2 separate regions of the Danio rerio genome follow, and region 1 is linked to region 2. A link is a contact called in public Hi-C data. All regions are on one chromosome and are shown on one strand. The core of a region is the stretch at or near the end of the contact, and the rest is flanking DNA. Distances in the headings are between cores, read along the strand shown. Region 1 holds the start of tfpi2 (tissue factor pathway inhibitor 2). Region 2 holds the start of vps50 (VPS50 subunit of EARP/GARPII complex).

Region 1 (5,461 bases), core at 2,705-5,204, 480 kb before region 2:
GCCTTTGACCAGAGGATCTTCATCCGCTCCTCCTTGAATGTACTCTGTAATCTCTTCACAGCATTTGGACACCTGATCGAAAGATGTAATGTAAATGTAGATTTATATATACTGCTGGTTAAAGGTTTGGGGTCAGTATGTTTAAAATAAGCTTCTCCTGCTCACCAAGGCTACATTAATTTCATCACAAATACAGTGCAAATTGTAAAATTGTGAAGTGTTATTGCACTATAAAATAACTGTTCAAAAGTAGTTTAGAATTTAATTTAATCCTTTATTCCAGTGATTTAAAGATGAATTTTCATCTTCATTACTCTTGTCTTCAGTCACATGATCCTTCAGAAATCACTCTAATATTAATTATTATTATTCATGGTAATTGTAATAAAATCAACAATGACTGGATTAATAATTAGATTTGAAACTAAGAAATCAGTTATTTTAAAAAATTAACAAATGCCTCCTTGATTAACAGAAAAATTTTATTTAAAAAAAAAATACATAAAATAAAACCTCACCCAAAATTTTGACAGCTAGTGTTTATATCGCATTGAAGTGGCAAAACATAGAGCATTTCCAACAGTACTGTTTGCCATTACTAAAAAAACTTGCTTGCTCAAACTACTTAGTTAAGATGAGTTGAAACAACTTAATTCTTAAGGTTTTTTTCCGAACAACTTAATTGTTTATGTTCATTCCACTTAAATTTGTAAAAAAAACTAAACAAAACAATGAAATTAACTTGTCGATTTGTGTTGGGACAACATGAAGTTATTGTGTGGAACCCAGCATTTTTTTTTTTAATGAATGATCAGTGTTTGTTTGGTGTATATGAAGTATATAAATATATGTTTTGTCTGTTCGATTTATTAACAAAATAACTAGTTACTGTAATTAAATTACTTTCCCACTGAAAAAAAATATTTTAAGTGATTACTTTTTACTTTTAAGGTAATTTAATTACATTTACATATAATATACTTGCCTTAAATTCTACCATTCTCTACCATTCTGTATAAATCTATTCAGAGAAGTAGAGATCAAGACAATTGCATGCACTGTAAAAAGTGAAAACTACTTCAGAAATGACTTCAGTTTGTTAAATCTAGATGAATTAATTAGTTTCCACTTAATTCATTATGTTTTTCAGTAATAAATAAGTTGGAAAAACTTATTCTACATAACTACATTCTTTTAGATGTAAGAAGCTGAAGTCATTTATTTAAGCTGTTCTAATGAGGCTTTTTCAGTGTGTGCTTAAGAAAAAAAAATATTGAGAATTAATTCATGACATCATAAGGTATAAAACCTAAATTAATATTATATTACATAATAATTTATTAAATTATAAAGATATATAATAAAAACATCTAATTTAATTATTCAGATATTATGCATATTAACTCTAATAATTGAAGAGTGCAAAAACCTCTAACTGCGGTCTGAAATGTTCTCCTAATATAAGAATTTATCTCAACCTCCTATGTTTAAGTTCAGTTATTTCACTTGAAAGGCTATGAAAAGTCACTATAAGTGTAAAACTACTGAGCCAACACACAAGAGTCTGAGAAAAATACTAAATTTATAGGAAAACATCAAATGGCTTTTAGAGGTTTTTGCATCTGAAGTCTTCAATTATAAATCTAATATATAGTTTTTTCAATTAAAGAAGGTTAGATTTGTCCAACAGTTGTATATGCTTAAGAAATGTGTCAAATAATGCTATGTATGAAATATGGTGTCTTTAATATAAAATGTTTTTATAGATATGTACATTTTAAGTGTTTTTTTCTCTTTAAATAAAAATAAAAGTTTCTGTTTGACTCAAATTGAACAAATTAAGATATAATTTCTATTGTAAAATTTATGTGAATGTTTTATTAATGCATAAATTCATTGAATTACTTATTGAGTAACTTTTCACACAAAGTTATTAGAAAAGTAATCTAAATACTATTGTAATGATGTAATTAGTATTGGATTGCTTTTTTGAAGTAAGTTATCCAACCCTGCCCATAACACAATTGCTTACCTTCGCCCTTTCTAGCTTCACCTCAGTTTTGAGCTGGGTTACTTCCATCTTCGCCTTATCCAGGTCAGTCATATTTTCTACATCTATGATCGGCATTTTCTGCATGAAATCAAACAATCATATCATTTACATGTTGTGTTGAATGAATGGATTATATTTGATATTCAATATACTGGAAATAAGCAAACTTACTGCTGCTTACGATGAGGTCTCCACTCTGGAAAATGGACAGAGATTCTGCACATCTCTCTCAATCCGGTTTATAAAGTAATCTGCATAAACATTGCAATCTCTTAATCTCATTAAAACAAGTACTCTTATTTTACCTTTCTATAGTCTTCTTTTTTTCTTTGTGGTTAACTATTATTGTGGATTAAAATACATTCGGCAAATGAAATGCATACTTGTACAACTCAATTATATCCTAAAGATAATCAAATTGGCATGAAAGGTTTTCTGCTAATGAGCGATGGATTGCAATGTAGGTCAAGGGGACATAGAAAGTATTACAGGCTACTGTGATGAGCATGCTAATCCATGTTACCCTTAACCTGTCACATTAGATAATACATGATCATACAAGATATGACATGTGTTCTTTCACAAAATGTTATATTATGCGCTACATTAAAACATATATTATATCATATTATATTATATTATAAAAATATTTATTATTTACTCATTTAATTTCTGTATTTTATTTTATTGTTAAATAATGTATATAAAATTAAGTTCATCAACTTGAAAAAGGTTTCTTTTATTTAAAAAAGTTTTAATTTAAATTGTATTCGTTTATTTCTACATAAATAATTTTTAAACCAATTTTAAACTTAAAATGATTTATTTTTAAATTTGTTTTTATTTTATTTTTTTGGCTTTGTTATTAATTTATTTTTAGTACTGGATTGTAATCAGTCTACAATATTATGTATCATCATTTATTTATTTTAATATTATTAATATATTTATCACAAAATAATAATTTTATTATATGCTACTATTATCGTTGTCACATTTATAGAAGATATTTAATTACAATAATAATTATATTTAGTTATATTTATATTTTATTATATTATGTTTAGACATATTATAGTATTTTATGGTATATATTGTTTAATTTGTCGTTATTATTATAAAATAATAATGATTATGATAATTCTACTTTTATTTGGTTGGTTATATATTATGTCTTATATATAGTGTGTATAATAGTTTATGTGTGTGAATAGGAGTCTATGGGTGTTTCCCAGTGATGGATTACAGCTGGAAGGGCATCTGCTACGTAAAACATATGCTGGATAAATTAGTAGTTTATTCTGCTGTGGCAACCCCAGATTAAAAAAGGGACTAAGCCGAAAAGAAAATGAATAAATGATATAATTTTAATTATATAGTATTATTATAGTTACTATTATTATTTTATTATATTGGTACATTTATATATATATATATATATATATATATATATATATATATATATATATATATATATATATATATATATATATATATATATATATATATATATATATATATGAAATGTATCAACATATTAAAAGAATAATAGTAATAATACTATATAATTAAAATTGTAATACTATATTAAAAGAGGTAACTTAAATTGTTGTACTTTTATATATTGTATTGTATACACAAATAGCCTACATAAAAACTATGTATATTTTAATAATAATATGTAAAAGACTAATATGAATCTGCCATTGAAATATCTCTGAAATATGCCGTAATTATTTATTTCCTCCTTTGGGAATGGGAATAGACGTAGTTTGCTGTAGTCCTGGGTGTAATTGTGATGGAAATGACTAAGTTCAGCCCGCCCTTTCAATTCCACCCCTGGCAGAATCTCCTTTTATAAGCCCATGATTGTGTGAGAAGTCAAGTCATATCAGGCGAGCAACATAACATTAACATATCAGACTTACACGCGATCTCACGACCCCAAGTCCATCACAATGGCGTGTGATTTACTCGGAGCTCTGTTGCTTTTCATTTCTGTGCTAGAAAGCGCCGTCGGACTGACGTTACAACCTAAAGGTAAAGATAACATTGAGCAGTTCCAAAGTTGTGAAACTGGGCGAAACGAGCGGTTCTGTTCAATGCTGATACGCAAATTTGGCTTTTAATATTTTTAATGCGATTTTTTTTATTCGCTCACAGAAGTTTGTCTGTTGCAAATTGAAGAAGGGACGTGTAATGACGACATTCAGCGGTTTTACTACAATACAATCAGCCAGCAGTGTGAAGAGTTCAGCTACAGCGGCTGTGGAGGAAACCAAAACAACTTCAGGTCTTTCGTGGAATGTCAGAAAACATGCTTCAGGATACCAAGTACGTTCATTTTCAAGTACAAATGCTGTCAAATCACCAAAAATGCAGTAAACAACCATGTTGACTATATTTGTGGGAATAGTTAAAAATACAGTCAAAATTTTATGACCAAAATCATTAGAATTTTAACTTTCCTACCATATTTTAGATATAAGGCCTATAACAACTTAGTTGTGAGCCAAATTTTCCCTCTATGTTCAATGTTTTGTGTGTTGTATGTTGTTTTTTTATTTCATTAATTACTTTACAATACTGTTGTATTGTGTTATGTAAATAAACAAATATATTAAAAGTTAATTTTTGATTAGTATTAAGAACTTCATTTGGACTTTACTTGATTGCTTGCCTTAAATAAATTAAGCAGTTAAATGTAAATCCAGTTAGAAGTAATCCGTTTAGAGAAGTAGTAATGATTATTTAGCAGATCAATGCTTTAACAAAAGAAAAAGCATTTATTATTTATCAAGACAGTTGTATGTGCTCAAGAAAAACAGATATTGAGAATTACTTCATGACATTATAAGGTACAATACTTTACTTAAAAAGATATAATAAATAACGCTTTATTAAATTCTAAGGTATATAATAAATATATATTTTTAGTTATTTAGAAATTATGCATATTAATTCTAATAATTATAAATTTAGTGTATAACTTTTTTATTAAAGAAGGTTGTGCGCCTGATTTTTCTCTAAATTCAATTCAATTCAATTCAAGGTTTTATGTGTTCTATGTTTTTTATTACATTAATTTTTTTTTACAATACTGTTGTATTGTGCTTTATAAATAAAGTAAGTAAATTAATAAATCCAAAGTATTTTTTTGATTGGTATTATGCATAGCTAAGAACTTATTTGGAGTTTACGTGATTTTTAAAAATGTATATATTAGTTATATTTCTTTTTTCTTAATTTGAACATAATTTGAACTTTTAAGGTGATATTCTCAATATTTATGTATTTTTTTTACTCTGAGATTACAGATTTTTAAATAAATACTGTAAATTAAAATGCACCGTTATGACTGTTTTTTGGTCCATAGTCACATTTGGTTTATCAAAACAAATTGTTGGT
Region 2 (5,684 bases), core at 22-2,521:
GTCAAATAATTAAAACAAAATTAGCTTCTCTTGTTTCATATTTACATTTTTTTCTATAATACTTATTTAAGATTCAATGTAGTTCTTGCCCGTGGTGGGCAGCGATGTCACCTCACAGCAAGAAGGTCACTGGTTCGAGCCTCACCTGGGTCAGTTGCCATTTCTGTGTGGAGTTTGCATGTTCTCCCCATGTTGGCATGGGTTTCCTCCAGGTGCTCCGGTTTCCCCCACAACTCCAAAGACATACGCTATAGGTGAATTGGGCAAACTATATTGGCATTAGGCGACGCAGTGGCGTAGTAGGTAGTGCTGTCGCCTCACAGCAAGAACGTCGCTGGTTCGAGCCTTGGCTGGGTCAGTTGGCGTTTCTAAGTATAGTTTGCATGTTTTCCCTGCGTTCGCGTGGGTTTCCACTGGGTGCTCCGGTTTCCCCCACTGTCCAAAGACATGCGGTACAGGTGAATTGGGTAAGCTAAATTGTCTGTAGTGTATGTATGTGAATGAGAGTGTATGGGTGTTTCCCAGTGATGGATTGCAGCTGGAAGGGCATCCACTGCGCAAAACATATGCTGGATAAGTTGGCGGTTCATTCTGTTGTGGCAACCCCTGATTAATAAGAAGCACTAAGCCGAAAACATTTACAAATTGACGATCAAACCATTTGAGAAGTCAACACCTCAAAAAACATTGTGTAATTAATTCATTGAGCAATACCAAAAAAGATGAGCACAAACACATCTGACAATGCAGGCACCATATTGACAATGCCAAAATAATACTTGACGACACCATTCGTTTCTCGTCTTAACAAATAATTCTGATTTAATAATTAAATGATTTCATTTTAAAGTAATTCTGAGCAGTATAAGCTCTAAATGTCTCAACTTGCTATTCAGGAGCTTACAATAAACCCTTCATTTATCAATTGACTTATTTTGGTTATGTCCCCAAATGGACATTTTGCAAGTGGACTAATACTATTATTAAATGTGCAGATCTCTAGAACATATAGGCTCTTTTTCTGTTTATTTGTATTTTAGCTAGCAAGTTAGCTTAATGATGCTTCCGGATTCGGCAATGAAATCCAGCAACAGACTGATTTAAAATGAGAAATAACTCACCTGACGGGCCATCAGAGACTTGATTTTCTGCATCGAACAGTCGAGGACACTAAACAGTAAAACGCGATGTTTTCTGTGATGCTTTTCTGTCAAAAGGCGATTCCTGCAGTGCTAGACAGGTGCCATGTTCACTGTTGCGCTCACGTGACAGCCGAGCAGTGCAACGTGGGATTTGTAGTTCTTTGTCAGACAAGCGTACTAAAACATAATGCTTTTGGTAAATGTTAAACAATTGTGATATGGAAATTCATTCAATCATTTATCTTCCTTTGGCTTCGTGCCATATTTATTAGAGGTTCCACAGCGGAATGAACCACCATATTGAAGTCATTAGTATAAATGTTAAAGTTAGACTACAGGTTAAAAATGACATCATGTTATGCTTTTGTAGGCTAATAATTATGCTTTTAATTACTTTTTAATTATAATTGAGTTTTCTACTTCAACTAGTATACAATAATAAGGTTTTTAAGTCAGAATTCCAACGTTTATCTAATAATTATGAGTTAGTAAAAGCACATTTTGACTTTTTACTTCATATTTCTTTGTTGTAATTTTGAGCCTTTGCTTTATTTCACCGTGTGTGTGTGTGTGTGTGTGTGTGTGTGTGTGTGTGTGTGTGTGTGTGTGTGTGTGTGTGTGTGTGTGTGTGTGTGTGAAGCTAACAGTAAATATGGACCTTTAAGGGACATTTTTTGTACTTGCGAGAGAGAAAAAAAGCTATTTTTTAAAAATGTCTTGGGTTTAAGGGTAGGAGGATATATTCATTCATTCAATTTCCTTCAGCTTAGTTCCTTTATTCAACAGGGGTCGCCACAGCTGAATGAACTGTCAACTTATCCAGCATATGTTGTGGATGCCCTTCCAACTGCAACCCACTTTCACATGAACACACACTCATACTACGGCCAATTTAGCATATTCAATTCACCTATAGCACACGTGTTTGGACTGTGGAGGAAACCGGAGCACAGAAGAGAACACACCAACAGGTAGAACATGCAAACTCCACACAGAAATGCCAACTGACCCAGCCAGGACTTGAACCCGGGACATAACCACTGAGCCACCGTGTTACCCAAGGATTCATACAGTATAAAATCCCTACTTCCAAAAGAAGTCCCGATAAAGATAGTTGTACAACTGTGCATGTGTGTTCACAAGTAAAGCAATAACAGTCAATGTTGACCTTTTAGTGACATTTTTTGATCCTTCTGAAGAAATAAATAATAAATAATGAGCTATTTTAAATAATGTAAAAATGGCTTGGGTTTAAGAGTAGGAGGATATAATTTACAGTATAAAAATCTTTACTTCTAAGGCAAGTTGCCATAAAGATGTCTGTACAATTGTGCATGTGTGAGTGTATGTAAGTAAAGCAATAACAGTAAATGTTGACCTTTTAGTGACATTTTTTGGCACTTGTGAGGAAATAAACAATCAATTATAAGCTATTTTGAATAATGTAAAACATGTGCAATGTAATAATGGACTGGGTTTAGGGGTAGGAAAATAGGTATTAAATACAGTATAAAATCATTACATCCATGGGAAGTCCCCACAAATATAGCCATACAACTGTGTGTGTGTGTGTGCGTGCGTGTGTGTGTGTGTGTGTGTGTCGCCTGAGACAAAACTATAGTTCACATGACTAAACTCCACTTTTATGTTTAAAGCTAAATTAAAAAGCTGGCATGCCTTGAGCAGTTATATTTGTATAATCTGGTGTAAATACCCTGGTAGAAACACTTATTAGAAATTTCCATAATTTGCCTCTCCACCCTTATGCGACAATTAAACAAAAAAGCTTTCACATGTCTCTTGTCTTCCCACATGAAAAAAATACTACAATAATTTAATGTAAACAGTAAAATGTATTATACTGAATACATTAGTATCTACAACTTTGTGTGGTTCCTACATCATAGCGTACAATGAAATATAGTATGATAATAATAAATACTGTAGTATACTTTAGTGTTTTATACAGTAGACATGGTGTATTGTAATACAATGTAGTTAAAAAAACACTACAGCATTGAGTCATTTGTTATATGGTAGCACAACCTCACAGCAAGAAGGCTGCTTGTTCGAGGTGTAAAACTGGATAAGTTGGTGGTTCATTCTGCTGTAGCGACCCCTGATTAATAAAGGGACTATAGCTGTAAAGAAACTGAACGAACACGATATAATAAGATAATTAATGAATAAAGCACTTTTTAAAAACAACAAGTGCTTACCAAAGTGCTCTACGCACATCTAAAACAAAAGACAAATACAACAGATCTTTCATTGGTATTTAAAGCCAAAGCGTAAAAATGATTTTAAGACGATTTAAAAACAGAAAGGGAATGAGTTGTATTACAGCAACTATACCAGTATTCGCCTAGTTTAAAACACTATTTATAAACCACTAGTTACTAGCCTAACGTTATATTTTTTCATGTGGGTTTTCCACATAGGATCCCCTGCTAAACTAAAATAATTTGGTTGTTAGCTAACTGTTAGGCTAAACACACACGGCAGGCAGCAAACATTCACCCCATTCTTAGAAAGTATACAAACTCTTTGTTTAGTTTTTTTTGCGTCAAAGAGAGTTTACAACAAATAGCCTATTCCTGCTATCTGCCAAAAAAAACTTCAGCGTAGGAGTTTGAGAGTGTTTCCAACTGCCTGTTCATGCTGAAGTGATTCGACAGAGAGCTAGTTTGTGTTTGTCGTCAATAAAGCGCCGCTGTTCTCGCTGCTCATTTCACTGTCAAATGAGGGAGAGGCTAAGCAGCTGCTGATCACATACCCATGCTTTTCCTGTGAAACACTGGAAATAAACACACATACAGTCACATTATAAACCTCCCGGCTGATTCCAGAAGTACAAAAATGCTAATTTGTGTATTGACTATGTCAAACGACATTAAATTGACATCTAACGATCGCGTCTAAAATTTATAACAGGACCAGATTTTCGAGTTGACGTCGCTTTTACATCAAGGAATCTTACATGCACTGATACAAAAGCTCTTGTCAATTTGTAACTGAAGCTAAAAGATGAATAAAAATTTTCTTTTCTTTTTGTGTTGTCATTTTGCTGGTCCAAATTACATCAATGAATGGACGTCAAATTGATGTCAATGTTTTGACATCAAATCGATTTGCATTTTTGACGTTTTTGACGTCCTGCTAAATGTCAAAGTCAATGTTTATAAGTGCTTTTTAAAAACACACATTCCACATCTAAAACAAATGATACAACAGATAAGACTCATATGTTTATTTAAAGCCAAAGAAATTTTTTAAAGATATTTAAAAACAGAAAGGTTAGCCTTCCTAACATGGAGAGGCAATTTTTTCTAAAGTTTAGGGGCAACTGCAAAGGCAAGGTCCCCCCTTGATTTCAGCCTTGTGTGTGAAACAGCATAAGTGCCCTTGATGGAGTGTAAGTGAATTAACGCAGAAAGGTAGTCGATTAGGGGATTTAAACTAAAATGTATCCTAAAATGAACAGAAAGACGGTGACCAAAAGCCAGTATGGATATAATGCGTTCTGGTTTGCATGTTCCTGTCATTCTGCACCATCTGCAGGTTAGTAAGAAAGGGATGGCTATCCACATAGAGGGCAATGTCACCTTGACATCAAGGTTCCCGCTGCGATATATAGGCCTGTACATACAAAAGTCTTTCTCAATTAAGAAAATTAAGAGACCACTTATAAAATCTTGGTTTTGTAGCCTACTTATAAACTAGTAATTTATTGTAAATATTACTGGGGTTTAGAACAATGCTATTTAAAGTACAGTATCTATTTAAATCTCGTTGGTAATGAACGCTACAGAATACTGAAGTACTTACTATTGAACCGATAAACACACCACACTTCGGTGTGGTTTTATTTTCACGGCTGAAAGTGCATTGAAGAGCAAATCCATCGATGCGCAGCTCCACAAGTCCCAAACCAAGAAAGCCAGTGACGAGGAACAAACATCACCAATTGACGAAAGTGTAGGAAAAAACCTCAAGAGAGACCAGGCTCAGTTGGGTACAAAGATTTCCCCTCTGGTCATATTTCTTATGCAGAGCTGCGGTCTAGCTATAGATGCCGGAGGCTGAAGAACGCTGGAGTCCATCGTGAAGTAGCTGCAGGTGTGAGTAGGTCACCAGCGGGTGTACAGGCTGGCCCAAGAGATCAATGCGGAGACTTGTGTGTCACTGAGGTCTTTCAGGAATCACTCTCATGCTCCATGTCCACCACAGCATCTGCTAAAGAAACGGCCTGGTCCAGGGTAATGGAGACCACTGGAAGTCCTCTAGTTGGCATCATCTCTTCACAGGTCTGGCGTACGATTCACGCAAACTCTGGTCCGGTTCACTTCTGGTGTGAATGCAATCGTACCAAATAACGGAAGTGAACTGCCAACTGTGCAACAAACTATAATTTTTATAATGTTCATTCGTGTGTGTGTCTCTGTATCACGTGCTTTATCTTGATTACAAGTGGGACTGACCCAGGGCAATCAAAGTGATAATGTGAACGTTTATTAAATTTTTGCGTCAGATGGACACGAG

What was found. Hi-C and Micro-C count contacts between places; a contact is called where the count stands out from the background.
Region 1: a Hi-C map of an unstated tissue shows a contact between it and region 2, with 2.9 times the contacts expected there. The contact joins the promoter of tfpi2 here to the promoter of vps50 in region 2. A contact is called at or near these places in 3 of 18 Hi-C or Micro-C datasets (caudal fin, hematopoietic stem cells and an unstated tissue).

What each region holds. Positions count from the first base shown.
Region 1 is chr19:43,483,002-43,488,462 of GRCz12tu, reverse strand. tfpi2 (tissue factor pathway inhibitor 2) reads left to right here and starts at 3,954. Exons shown (of 5, transcript NM_001040096.2): 1 at 3,954-4,093; 2 at 4,217-4,387. The coding sequence starts at 4,012. gngt1 (guanine nucleotide binding protein (G protein), gamma transducing activity polypeptide 1) reads right to left here and starts at 2,248. Exons shown (of 3, transcript NM_199967.1): 1 at 2,225-2,248; 2 at 2,033-2,131; 3 at 1-72. The coding sequence starts at 2,128.
Region 2 is chr19:43,004,446-43,010,129 of GRCz12tu, reverse strand. vps50 (VPS50 subunit of EARP/GARPII complex) reads right to left here and starts at 1,271. Exons shown (of 29, transcript XR_012395230.1): 1 at 1,122-1,271.